Linked DNA regions of Larimichthys crocea: region 2 is linked to region 1. A link is a contact called in public Hi-C data. All regions are on one chromosome and are shown on one strand. The core of a region is the stretch at or near the end of the contact, and the rest is flanking DNA. Distances in the headings are between cores, read along the strand shown.

Region 1 (7,106 bases), core at 1,441-3,940:
TTGGAATCGCTTCTCATAATAGGGTCATCATTTCATCACTTAGCCTATCCAGAGCCCTGCCACTCAGCCTTGCGGGGATCATGTGGAGTAGAGAGAGGAAGGGGGGGTGCGGCAGACAGGCCCCCATCAGGAGTATACTGAACGAACACACACACGCACGCACACACACACATACAGTCCCACTCCATACATCTTCATTCAGATCTATAAAAGAAAAAAAAGAGATCACAAGAACAGAAAAGAGATCAGAAAATAGATTCTCTCTTCTGAAAGCCAAATTGGCTCATTGTGCTCCATGTAAACTGTGTGATTTTCGAAGCCGAATAAAATGAAGTTTGAGCTGTGCATCAGCTCATGATGTGAGTGATGGTTGTGATATCAGGAGAAACGTGAAACTTTTCTATATAAACAATCACAGAAGTGTAGCGACAACTGCATTCTGCGGAGCTTACTGAATTATTTGAAACACACAAAATATGATAACTATAAATGCCCAACTGAACATTACATTACAGCTTATGTGCTGTAGTGTAATGACATCTGTAAAAAGTGAATTTAATTGGTGCCATGTTAAGGTTTCATCTGCATGTGTGTGTGCTTATGTGTGTGTGTGTGTGTGTGTTGGGACGTTGGGAGGGGTGTATTTCACTGACTGCTTGGTGACATGAGACTTCCTCAACATGGATCTGAACAAATTCAAAACAAAGACAAACAAACAGTGAATTATTATTTTTAATACATCTGGAAAATAATAAAACAACAACTTTGTAAGAGTAACTAAAAATGACAAACAGACAAAACTGAAGTAACAACCAAAGTCAAGTCTTTCCCATTTTTTAAATGCCTAAATAGAAACAGGCAAAATTATTGCTGTATTTTCATAATAATAGCTAATTGTCGCATGTATAGGATGCCAGTTGTTTAGTCAAGCAGCATAGTGCACATATGTTTAATCATTTAATAAACCCCCTCTTCAAAAAAAAAAAAATGCAAGGTCAAAAATAAATTACATCCATTATTTGCAGCAGATCTCCCCAAAGCATTTGGAGCGAAAACTGTTTTGAATTTCAATTGGCTTCCAAGTGGCAAAAGCCCTCAGCTAATACATCAAAGAAAAATTGGTGTCAACTAATCGGTTTAGGACACAGATTTAGAATGGTTAAAAATCCCATGAATACTTCAAGCATTTTTTTTTTCTGTATACCACTAAAGGCTTGGGAGCAGTACAGCTGACCTTGTGCGCTCCAGAAACCTGTCCGCCACTCGACATTAACTGACTGTTTAACTCACCCAGCCACGCAATTAGTCCGCCACAACGCATAATGTTGTGTAATAATACCCTCTATATCCAATTTAGATTACACTTGCTCCCTCAGGCATTTTAAATGACATGCATCATCTTTCATTCACTTCTTCTTTGCCACGTAAAGCCGTTTTCATGCGTCAATACCGACCTCGTTCTCTAAAGGGGGGAGAGAAAAAAGTAGATAAAAGAAAACAAAAAAACAAAACAGAAGAATACCCGAAGAGCAAGCGATGAAGTTAGAGGCTGTCAAAAACAACACATAAAGATTTAGATTTGGACCCGCACATTGCGTGAGAAGAGTCCACTTTTTTTTTTTACGCATCTAAAAACTGAGACGCATCTTTTTCCAAATCTAAAAAAAATAAATAAAATAAAAACGCAAATGACCAAAACTATACTCACCTACACCTCCTCCTTTATCAGTGCAGTGCTGAGAGGTGGAAGCAGTTGCCATAACCTACTCCTATTATAGTCTCCGTGATCTCAAATTATGGGTCCTCCTCCTACTTCAGAAAACCAAAACGCATTAAGGAGGACACATGACACAGGCTGTCTCCTCTAGAAAACTTCGTCGGATGGATAAATAATAAAATCAAACGCATATTGTCAACTAATTCTTGAACCGCTCACATGGCACAAAGTGTGCTAAAATGTGGAAGTGTTCTTTTATATCTCGGGATATATACATGACGGACAATGATTTCATTATAAGCGGAATACACCCGTGTCTAATAATGACTCTATTTTTTTTTTCCCCACAGCTTTAACATAAGTAAGAATGATAATTGCCGGTATCAACGGTTTCAATTGGTTCTTCTTGTAGCTGTTGTTATGAGAAAAGTTCCGGCAATTAGTTGATTGTCTGCACACTACAGGAGGCTGTGAAACTAGGTCTCATCGTATCACTGTCATCTGATTAGACTATACTGTAGGGTCGCTTTGTGTATCCATCCTTCTCTCTTTATTTCCTCTCTCTCTCTCACTCTCTTCTTCTTTCTTTTTTTTTTAAGTCTGCGTCGGCTCCCACTGTACCAGCGTCATCATTCTTTGCTCTCTAGAGGTTTTCAGAGCGTAAAAAAAAAAAAAAACAAAAAAAAAAACACGTGACAGTGTGTGCACACACTCTTTAGCAGCGCCTACAGCGATCCCTTTCGGCTTATCTGAGACTTGAACTGGAAAGTCAATCACCAGAATGAAAATGGCTAGTAGCTGTTTGAAACGCAGTCAGTAATATTTAGAACAGACTGCTTAAAATTTTAAAGCGGCTAAATTAAATTACGGAAGCCCTATAAATTATTTCTAGAACATTTATCTGAAATAACAACAATAATAATGACAATTATCCGAGAGGATTCGGCAGGTGTCTAATGTCAGTTAAATATATTTTTTAAAAAGTAATTGCAGTGGCATTTTAATTAATTTAAGATATCCTGTATTTCAAGACTGTGATCAAACCAGATCACATCCACTGGTCCAGGTGGGTTTGGTGTGGTTGGCACTAATCTGTCCTGTCTTGAGAGTTTATGACTTTCACTGAGTGTGTATCTCTGATTTATTGCAGCAAACTATTTAGCCGTCGCCACAATGAACCTTTCGGACACAAGTGGCGGCGCACACAGAACACACTTCAACAATCCCGAAATATGAATGTCGATAAGGCAAAAGTTTGTTTACACACACACACACACAACTATTCTGATAGAGTTGTTCAGCCGACTGTTTGCGCCATCTTACTTTGACTTTCCAGTTGTCATAAATCTTACCAATGCAATATTCATCTGGCGTTAGAAAGTCGACGTGCATAATAATCCATTTGAAACTCCCACTGCGGATTTTAACGCAAAGGCGCACGGAGATCACGGAGCATCATTCTGTTGATTTAACGCACACACTTTAAAATGACGACTTTTTTTTCTTTTTTTACGCACAAAATGGAAAAAAAAAACAAAAAAAAAGAATAACAACAAAAAAGAGAGAGAGAGCACAGCAGTGGAGCGTCTGTTTAATTCCTGCCGGTATCTTGCAAGCCCACATCCTGGCATGCAACAGCCGATTTGTTATTGATCAAGTGTGAAAGTGACGGCTTCGTATTTGGTTCAAAAAAAAAGAGAGAGAAAGAAAGAAAGAAAGAAAAGGAGAAAAAAGAGAAAGAAGCGAGTTGGGAGTTGACAGACTCGCATGATGTCGCCATCCAAAGGGGGGCTGCCAGGCGCACTTGAGACTTACTGCAACGAGCCTTGTTAAAGAGGGAAAAAAATAGAGAAATAGAGAATGAGAAGGATTGTTAGTTAACGCGAGAGGGAGGGGGTGAGGAAGAAACAGAGAGAGCGAGAGGGAGAGAGAGAGGGGGAGAGAGAGAGAGAGAGAGAGAGAGAGAGCATGGATTTGGGCAGGGCTGTGGTTACCCAGCATAAGCTTGCCTTTTCCTTCGGCGACTACACCCCGAGAGGAGGAGCGTAGTAGGCGTCGGGATCCTCAATTTTTCAACTTAGCATCTTGGCAGGACATTTTCCCAAGCAAAGCCCCCGTTCGACGGGTAAAAAAAAACTTCTGCGCGGGCATGAGAGCGACGGTGCAACTCAGATAAGGGAGCAAGAACAGAACAGAAAACCAAAACCAGACAAAACATCCGACGGGCAGTGGCTGACTGGCTGGCAACGACCAAAATAATCCACCCAACATCTAAACCTCTCTTTATTTAATCACTTTTACTTTTTGCCTTCACCATTGTCATTTAGAAGGAGGAGGGGGGGGGACAGACAGCGGGTCTGCAGACACACGGCTCTATGCGCTCCGACAGCAGCGCATGAGAAAATAAAGAGGGGAAAGTGCGCAAGTTAAGTGGCTTACACTCTCCGGGCTCCAGCATGGCGTATCCTCAGGGCTACTTGTACCAGCCGTCCGCTTCTCTAGCCCTGTATTCGTGCCCTGCGTACAGCACCAGCGTTATATCGGGACCCAGAACCGAGGAACTTGGGAGATCCTCTTCGGGATCTGCTTTTGCGCCCTATGCCGGATCTACTGCGTTCACCAGCGCCTCGCCAGGCTACAACTCCCACTTACCGTACAGTGCAGACGCGGCGGCAGCTGCCACATTCACCTCGTACGTGGTGAGTAAACTAAAGGTGATTATTCCATCTAATAGGAAGTAAAAGCGATGATATTAACTCGTTATAGAAGTCTTAAGTGTCCGCTCTGCATTCGGAGCCAAGCGATTAAGAAAGGAAATGTGCGTCACCGAAGAGTGCATGGATATAATATTACAGAATGTCAGGTCCAGAAAACATGCTGTTGAGTAAACAGAACTAATTTAACTGAGTGCTGTGCTATTATATGGTTCTCCAGCAAATTGTAGTTTTTATGTGAAGGAGTGGGCAATGCCTGGTCGAAGCCTCTCCGGTCATGACTGACTGCAACGCGCCGTGTGATGGCAATTTAGGTCACTGTTTCGTTTCCTATCATCACAATAGCTGTGCAAGTTGCAAAACTTAAATAATGCAGCTTTTGACTGGAGACAGAGGAAATCTGTGTTTGACTTTTGCTGGATTCTCAGTGAGTGATCTCACGGCCATAGGCCCTGTTAAGACAAAAACTGAACGCAGAAGAGCAGGCAAAGGAACTAAACGATAGGCCTATCATGCCTAATGTCAATATGTTATCAGAATTATTAAAAAATAAAAAAAGTACTATTTATATGGAGACAATAATAGACACTGCATGATGACATCACTGGAATAATAATCAAAATGCAGAGAAACAGACATCACATTTCAAAAACACAATCAAATCCCAACACAGTCCATAAACATTAAGCTCAAACTTGAACTACTGGATTAAAGACAGTGTGTGTGCGTGTGCGTGCGTGTGTCTTGGTCTCTGTGCGCGCGCATGTCAATGCGTGTGCGCGTATGTTTGTGTGCCGTGAGTCCTTCTAACCATTTTCAGACAGTTTAGTAAATGACTGACAGAACTTTTAGACACTTTTTCCATTATGATATATATTTTTATTATTATTATTTTTATCACAGAGTTCTCCCTATGATCACACTACGGGTATGGCCGGCTCAATAGGATACCACCCTTACGCAGCACCCTTGGGCACCTACCCTTATGGTGACCCAGCATACCGTAAAAACGCAACCCGGGACGCCACTGCCACCCTGAAGGCCTGGCTCAACGAGCACCGTAAAAATCCATATCCCACCAAGGGCGAGAAGATCATGCTGGCCATCATCACTAAAATGACCCTCACCCAGGTGTCCACCTGGTTCGCCAACGCCAGGAGGAGGCTAAAGAAGGAGAACAAGATGACCTGGACCCCCCGGAACCGGAGCGAGGACGAGGAAGAGGACGAGAATATTGATTTGGAGAAAAACGACGACGACGAGCCAAACAAGCCCACAGACAAGGGGGACTCTACAGACACAGAAGCAGGTCGGTGGTGCATAGGGGAGGGGGAAAAAAAGGCAAAAAAAAAAAAAAAAAATCATCAATTTTTCATCGCAGTCGTTTCCACTCAGGGTGCAAAATTGATTGCTGGTTAATGGTGGTATATTATTTATAATGGGACAATTGCTTTAAATAATAATCACCTTGAACTCCCCTCGTTTGACTTCTCAGGGGCTGAAATTGCTGGTGACGCAAAGTGTTTAGCAGTCAATTTATCTTTAAGTGCATAATAAGGATACAGCTGGTGTATTGCGCCGGGTATTCGGCTAAAAATATTGCCTTTGTATGATAATTATATCAGTTTTGAACGGCTGCTGAGTGTTTATTACCATAACTATTGATATGACGCGATAATGTTTAATCCGAAAATATATTTGGAAATGTAAATGGCCAACGTAGGACTGTGAGATTTGCACCACATTGTTCGTCTCTGTGCTCCTTCAGCATTGTGGAGAGTTCATTCACCTTTTTTAGGCTGGCACACGTCTTTATGAGGGCAATTTATAGGACACAAATAATAACTGTTTCTTGAGGACACGTGCATAAGTAGACTAATTATTTTTATGTATCCCATTTCACTTTGCATCGTTTGCCTCAGGATCACTTAGACCATATGTTACAGCTTTACCATCATTTTAATGTTACGCTTATTTGGCAGTAATTCTGTTCTTTATTTGTGCTTTAGATCATAAACTGCTGAACCCAGGGGACATAGGCTGTGACAGATTTAAAGAGGAGAACCATGGCAAAGACACAGATCCCCTTCTGAGCGACTCGGAGTTAAAAGACCAGGAGGAGCGGACTACAGAGTTGCTGCCGGATTCCGCGAAACCCACCACTTCGTCTCCCTCGGCGGTGCCCCGGGGGAACCAGACCGTTGCGCAACAAGACAAGCCGTCAGATTTGAGCCATGCACCGGGTACGGTGACCAGCAACGTGACCTCTGTTATCCACTCACCCCCTTCGGCCCCTAAACCCAAACTCTGGTCCCTTGCGGAGATCGCCACGTCTTCAGACAGGTGTAAGGGCAGCAGCGATGCGACACAGTCTTGCCCTGGTTTGGGTCAGAGCGCAGTAATGGGCACCAACGCGTCTCCATCACGGTCCTCCCCTCAGTGCCCGCTTCCCAACAGCACGGTCCTATCCAGGCCTCTGTACTACACCTCCCCTTTCTACCCCGGCTACACGAACTATGGTAGCAGTTTTGGACATCTTCACAGTAACCACGGCTCGGTAACCACGGGCTCCACGGCACATTTCAATGGATTAAACCAGACTGTGTTAAATAGAGCAGAGGCTTTGGTAAGGGAGAGCCAGAAAGTCAGAGGCCAAACGCAGGTAGATCTTTGTA
Region 2 (7,106 bases), core at 1,493-3,992, 190 kb before region 1:
CTATATCTCTCTGAAATTTGTGGCAATGAAAATTAAAAATGTATTCATCGAACTGCCTGTAATCAGAGCCCATCCTGGCTTTCAGTGAGTTTAGTGTTGAAAATGATAGTTGGTTTAATGGGTTAAGGGATTTACTGTATGCAAACCACTGAATACAAACACGTGGGCCTTGTTACCTTCTGAATGTAACAATACCAAAGAAAGGAAGGAAGGAAGGGGCGCAAAAATTAAGAACAGTTTTCACCCAATTCAATATTTCACCTTTTTGTTTTTTTTTCTTAAATGCTTTCTGATGAGGTTTTCACACACACGCGCGCGCGCACACGCATCTCACACACTGTATTCCGTAAGCTATAACGTTGTAACACTGTTTGTCTGTGTGGCCTAGAGAGAAAAAAAATAATCCATGAACAGGCAAAGAAGACGAAAGGAGGTCTAAAATAATAGAAATGAATGACGGGCAATGGACTAGTGTCTTTGTTTTTGTGGTTATTTATACATGCGCGTCTCAGTGTCGGGGACATGTACCTGTGACTGGAGTCTCTGAACTATGACTCTTGTCCTCCGTTTGCCTGCTGCTGTAGAGGGCCAGGCCGGTGGCAGTGGCCTGGTTTGCCAGTCCCAGATAATGATTTGAGTTCAGTAAAGCCAGCTGATGCGCCGAGAAGGCTCGGTTCGTCCAGTTCTGGATTTTCCCAACTGGACAAGAAGAGATGAGTCTGTGAGGGGCGATTATGTTCTGGGCGGCCGGCCCTGCGGAGTTGCTGCCGTTCATTTGTGGCGATTTACGCGGATTGTCAGGGGCCGTGGCTGTCTCTGCCAAAGACCAGATCTTTGGCTTTTGGGCTGGGGCTGGGTTGTTTTCTGAGGGCGGTGAGCTAACGGACACCGGGTTCAGTTTGAGTTGTTCACCGTTTGGTTGGGACGCTTTGGTGTCCAAAGAAGCGTGATGATGGTGGTGAGGGTGGCTGTGGAAGTGCTCTCCTCCTCTCTCCACGTCTTTGCCCTCTTTCCCCACAGCCTTTAGAAACCTCTGGTCGGGCCCTTGTAAATCCTCATAGCCGTCAGAAATCTCAGAGTCACTCCTCCCGTCTAGTTTAATATCTGAATGCAGGTCGTCCTGGTCGTCCAAGTCGTCCTTGTTCTCAATATTTTCCGTGTCGATGTTCTCCAAGTCGATCTCCTCCTCGTCCTCCCTCTTGTCCCCCTCCTCCCCCTCGTGATCGCTGGAGTAAACATTTCCCTCTTCGTCGGTGCGGTTTCGGGGGGCCCAGGTCATCTTGTTCTCCTTCTTTAGCCTCCTCCTGGCGTTGGCGAACCAGGTGGACACCTGGGTGAGGGTCATTTTGGTGATGATGGCCAGCATGATCTTCTCGCCCTTGGTTGGGTAGGGGTTCTTGCGGTGCTCACTGAGCCAGGCCTTCAGGGTGCTGGTGCTCTCCCTGGTGGCGTTTTTGGGTCTGGACGGGTCACCGAACTGATATTGGCCATATGGATAAAAAGCAGGGTGATGATGGGCAAACCCTGGGTGCTGGACACCAGGACTGTCTTTCAGTTCATACTGAGCACCCTGCAAAGACAAAATACCAAAGAGTCAGATTAGACTTAAAATATTAATTCCACAAGATACTTTGTGTTTCTTCTTCATGATAAATATAATCATACCCAACAGAATGGTATGTTGAAACACAGTCATAAAACAATACTGAGGTTATTATTAAAGTGTAAACAAACAAAACGGTTGATGTATTTTTCTCACAACTTGTATAATAAATTAAGTTCCACAAGCTTCACATCTGAATGAAATAAATTAAGCGTTTAAAATATGTTTAAACGGAAACACATCCGAGAACAAGACTTTACTTTTCTACACTTTGTTCCACACCTATAGCCTCATGTAAACCTCCCACAGCGCATTGCATCATTGCATTAACTCTTTTGCGACGGGTTTCGGGAAATTGTGTGCCAACAATAAGCCCGAAGTACAGTTTGTTACTAATGTGTTACTTTTTAACCACTTTGAACTCAATTTCACCAAAGATTCAGCGAGTTCACCGCGGCGCTCTGAAAGTTTAAAGTGCCGACAAACCTCCCCAAAAGGCCCGTGATGTTTATTTCTTTTAATTTTACGCGTAACATAAAAAGTTCTGGATGAGTTAAGAAAGAGCAGAGTGACTTACCAATTGATTGAAAATTGATATATCGTTTGAGTAGGGTAGAAACGCTCCATAGCCCTGCGCTGCTGCGGCGAAAGGAGATCCATACATAGTGGAGAGGACGTTGGAGAGTGCGCCGGACGGACTGAGCTCTGTCCCGGACCGGGCATTGCTGCCGATCCCCTGGCGCTCCGGCGGGTATATCGGTCGGATGTACTGATATCCCAGTTGAGGGAAAGACATGGTGGTAGGAAAAGGGGAAAAAGTCTGCTGCAATCACACAAAGCAAGGGAATTGCCTCGATATCCACTTTTACAGTGTGAGCATGTGAGCAACAAAAGGTGCAAGCAAGGGAAGTCTATATTTCCTCGGGAACAGCCAGTGTAAACGATCCGGTTGCGCCCCTTATTTCTTCCTCTTCTTCTTCTTTCCACCCTCACTTCCCTATTGATCTGGATGGACTAAGGTCAGGTCCTTACAGATTGCTTTAGATTATTGGGACTCCCTTGCTCAGATTGACATTTCTAGTCGTTTAGAAGCCCCTCCTATTTCTCAAATCTCACCCCTCTCATATACACCACACACCAAACCGCCTCTCTCTCTCCCCCTCCCTCCTTGTCTCTCTCTCTCTCTCTCTCTCTCTCTCTCTCTCTCTCTCTCGGATAAGTGCACACTGACGTCGCGAGCTCTTATTTGAATGGGGTTTCAAATCACATTTTATGGCTCGCCAATCTACTTCATTTGTTGTTTTATTCGCGTCTGTCCTCACCATATTTTTTTGTGTTAATTCACATTTTTCGGCCATTTGCACAACAGTGAGCATTTTGGTGTCAGTGACTGATAAACTTTTTTTTTTTTTTTGGCTGCAGTTTAATAGGCTGCACAAATACAGAAGAAACTTTCATTTTGTCGAAGCAAACTCGGAGACTGACCTACAAGAGGACATCGGTTAAAAAAGTTAAATCGGGAAGTAAAGGTTAAGTTTAAGACCATTTAAAGACAGACAGTTTTCCTCTCTCTCTCTTTTTTTTTTTATTAATGGGAAATAGTTTACACACATCTTTCTGAATGCACATCTATATTTAAAACATCTTATTTTCCAGTATCAGTAGGATATATATGTGTGTGTGTATATATATGAGAAACAAACCTGAAAATAATTCATTCATTAATTAATGTGATTGTAACTCCTGACGGTGGTCATGTCTTGTAATGACCCTGGATCACAGGTTATAGACACCTTTTTTATTTATCGCTGTATCACTGGTGCAAGCTGTGTTTTCTGACACCGGTTTGGAGGTGTCACGGGATCTTGGTGGCAACCGAATCGAAGTCATTTCATTCTTTAATTTGAGACATCAAACGGGTGGCATGTAGCCACTTGACATCAAAGAGACAGCTGATGATAGGCGCATTACACTGTTAATGAAGACTAAGTGTAAAGTACCAGCAATGATAAGTAATAAACACTTTAGTGGATTGGGCTGGGAGGATGTTGATTCCGGGAATAAACAAGAGGAAGACCAACAAATATATGTATAAAAAAAAACAATACATATGCATTCCTTTTATTAAAACAACCACAATACTACTAGCATAATATAATAATAATAATATTAATACATTAATAATAATAATGAATAATAATAAAATACAATAAATAATACAATAAGAGTAAATAACCAGGTCGCTTGAAGAAAAGATTAAGTCAACAAACAATTTGGTGATTTTAAATAAAGTCTCTTAATCCACAAAAAAAAAAAAAAAAAAAAAAAAAAAACGATCATCCGGGCTGACTGACTGCACTTTAAGAAATCCTTTTGACAATTTTGATGCAACCTGATGTTTCTTGTAAATAATACGGATTAAAATAAAACAAGAGAGTCAGAATTGAAATTCCATGAATCAATACATCAAAGTGTGTACGGGACAACCCTAATCGCATTTCAACCCGATTTTGTACCAGCATCTGTTTTGTTAATCGTTTGCAAAACAACCGCAGAGGTTGAATTATGATTTGACGCACTTTATTAGAATAAGGTAAGTCTTAATGTATTATTGACAGCGAGATGGAATCTCATCAATCTCAGTTTAGTTTTGATAATGCGATCCGGTTTTCCAGGAACTCTGAACTTGTATAAACCTTTAATCTTCTTTTGAAGCAGATAGTTATCATTGTCTGGGAGGGATAATAGCAGCTATAATTTCTTATATAGGGCTAGCCATAAGGATACGCCTTGTTTCTGTAAAACTCTGTCCTGAATCTGTGTGTGTTCTTCGCCGACATCCACCCCAACCCGGATTATGGGGTTATTAATTACAGCGGCTTGCTGGTGCCATCCGACCGGAATGGTAATCACTACATAGCAGTCAATAGCACGCTCACACTTAACACACACTCGTGCGCGCGCATACACTCATAAGATCGACCTGCAAATTGAGAGGGTCCAGACAGTGAAGTGATGGGTGGTTAAAGATAAGTGGATGGTATTTGACATTTAGATACACAGCAGCATAATAAGTGTAAAGAAGAAAGAGACGTTTAAGAAGAGGTGGGGGGAATATCACGTCCAAACATCACGTTTCAGAAGAGAAGAGACGAGAGAGAAGAAAGAGAGATGGTTCATGCCTGTGTGTGTGTGTGTGTGTGTGTGTGTGTGTGTGTGTGTGAGAGAGAGAGAGAGAGAGAGAGAGAGAGAGAGAGAGAGAGAGAGAGACAACGTGGCTGGGCCGTAATAAACGTTAGAAACGAGAGTATAAATCTGAGAAGTCCAGCGAGGTGTCTGCCTGCTGGTGTCCGCTAAGCAGCGCTCCGACTCCGGATGGACACGTGTCTCATTCCCGGGACCATGTCGCTCGGAGGTGCACCCCCCCCCTCTTCACTCCACCCACGCCAAGGGCTGTGTCTGATTTATTGCCTCCAATCAAACGCACCACGCACTAACTTAACACTTTCACACCGACCCGGGAAACTGGCGTAGCCATAAAAGCATTAAGACGCCGCTCCCCTCTCTCCTAAAGAGAGTCTCAGTAAACAGTAAACTAACCTCTGCTTGACTTCCGTACACACACACACACACACACACACACACACACACACGGGGATAGGCCATTCAACACAACAAACACCAAAAGAACTGTAGACGCAGAGAAATAATCTTGGTAATTTTATTTGATTTAAATGTCACAAATCCCATTATTATTATTATTATTATTATTATGATTATTAGTCGCTTACATCTACTTTAAATTAGTTTTCTTAATTCTTGTGGAAGAATGCTGGGAGCACGTTGGAGCCAATTTAATTTGTAGGTGCTGTAAAAAAGAGGGCAATCATACACGAGTGACTTGAGGGCTGTTTTGTAGAGAGCTCTTTGACGGTAATTATGCAGATGACACAATTTCACATTCTCATAAGCAAACATACACGGCCTATCGCTCAACAGTAGTTCCTTATGCAATACACAGGGCACCAGCGACACGTCGCAAATGATGAGCCGAGGCTCTGCAAAACAGGCGAGATCAAAGGCTTCAAACAGAGGCACTTGAAATTACACATTTGGATCTTTTCCATAACGCCCCGGTGACAGGAAGGAAAAAAATCTAACACATCTCTTATCACACATGGAATCAATTTTAAGGGAGCCCTTGCTGATCAACATCGGTTAATTACAGTGACGAATGAGGATTTAAAAAGAAAACGCAATTAATGACCCTTGGATGTAGTTTGATGTGTGTGTGTGTGTGTGTGTGTGTGTGTGTGTGTGTGTGTGTGTGTGTGTGTGTGTGTGTGTGTGTGTGGGAGAGAGAGAGAGAGAGAGAGAGAGAGAGAGAGAGAGAGAGAGAGAGAGATTTAGGATTTCTTGACTTGCTTGGCAAACCAGCTCTCATTTTATTAAGCAGTTCTTGAAAGGGGACCTTCACCAAAATGCAGTAGCTTGCAGAGTTTGTTACTCACGAGAATTTCGCATCCTCAGTGTCATGAGCAGAAACTGCTGCTGCAAATCTTATATATGATGCAGTGGAATGATTTGCAGCCTTTTCAATATGATCAAGAAAAGCCACCGGGCAGCTGAAGTCAAATATATATAAGCTACCATATATTTGACATGTGTCAGGATGAAGAAACTAAATGAGGAAACAGTCTCAGCGTAATTTTTAAAAGTGACTATTTGTATTATCCTATCTCATTACAAAGCAATTATTTTTTTTGCTGTTGGAAGTATACTGTTGTTGTTAATCAGAAATGTTCCTCAGCTGGTTTAAACTTAAATCTGTGGGTAACCTAAAAAACTAGCTGTGCAACACATTCAATCTCTAAATATGCTCTTTCAAACCATGTCCCATTAGGGTGAAATAAAGGTCCAATAAATCTTGCAGTGTTTAAAGAACAGTGAAGCTTAATCCAATAAATGAATTAGTTTCTAAAATTAATTGTTCTTAGCAGCAGAAGCAAGTGTACTTTGAAAATACATTTAAAGTTTAATTTTTTCACTGTTAGGATGATTTAAATAGTATAATTTTAATTACATTACACCAACCAATCATGCATATTAAATAGATAGCCTAACTTTGATTTGCATTAGTGGCAAAGTAAAGCATTTTGGAACCGTTCCTCCTGCTCACACCATTTGGGAACAAATTAATAGTCAATGGACTGCAACTTATTAAACTGGGTTATGACAGCGGATCAAAGCGTGAATTAACGCACTACCTTGCAAATGTTTTACATTAACTTGTTCACTTCTGGTTGTAGGGTACTACTAAATTTAAAGAGTCAGTCATTCAGGCTAAGCACATGGATTGAGTGGGAGATTCCTTTTAGATTTAGGCCTTTAAACAATCAGCCTGCAACTTTTAGGTTTTATACAATGTGCAATGTGCATAGGCATATTAACTTAAATAGTGTATCAAAGATGGTGACAATTATATGAACACCTCAAACTGACT

What was found. Hi-C and Micro-C count contacts between places; a contact is called where the count stands out from the background.
Region 2: a contact with region 1 is called in a Hi-C map of muscle, with 5 times the contacts expected there. The contact joins the promoter of irx3a here to the promoter of irx5a in region 1. A contact is called at or near these places in 3 of 7 Hi-C or Micro-C datasets (all in muscle).

Annotation. Positions count from the first base shown.
Region 1 is chrVIII:21,729,769-21,736,874 of L_crocea_2.0, reverse strand. It overlaps irx5a (iroquois homeobox 5a), which reads left to right and starts at 2,690. Exons shown (of 3, transcript XM_019261480.2): 1 at 2,690-4,431; 2 at 5,335-5,740; 3 at 6,441-7,106. The coding sequence starts at 4,174. All of the region lies in intron 3 of LOC113746382 (a long non-coding RNA gene), which reads right to left.
Region 2 is chrVIII:21,917,683-21,924,788 of L_crocea_2.0, reverse strand. It overlaps irx3a (iroquois homeobox 3a), which reads right to left and starts at 2,742. Exons shown (of 2, transcript XM_019261476.2): 1 at 2,181-2,742; 2 at 1-1,570. The coding sequence starts at 2,399. The coding sequence ends at 509.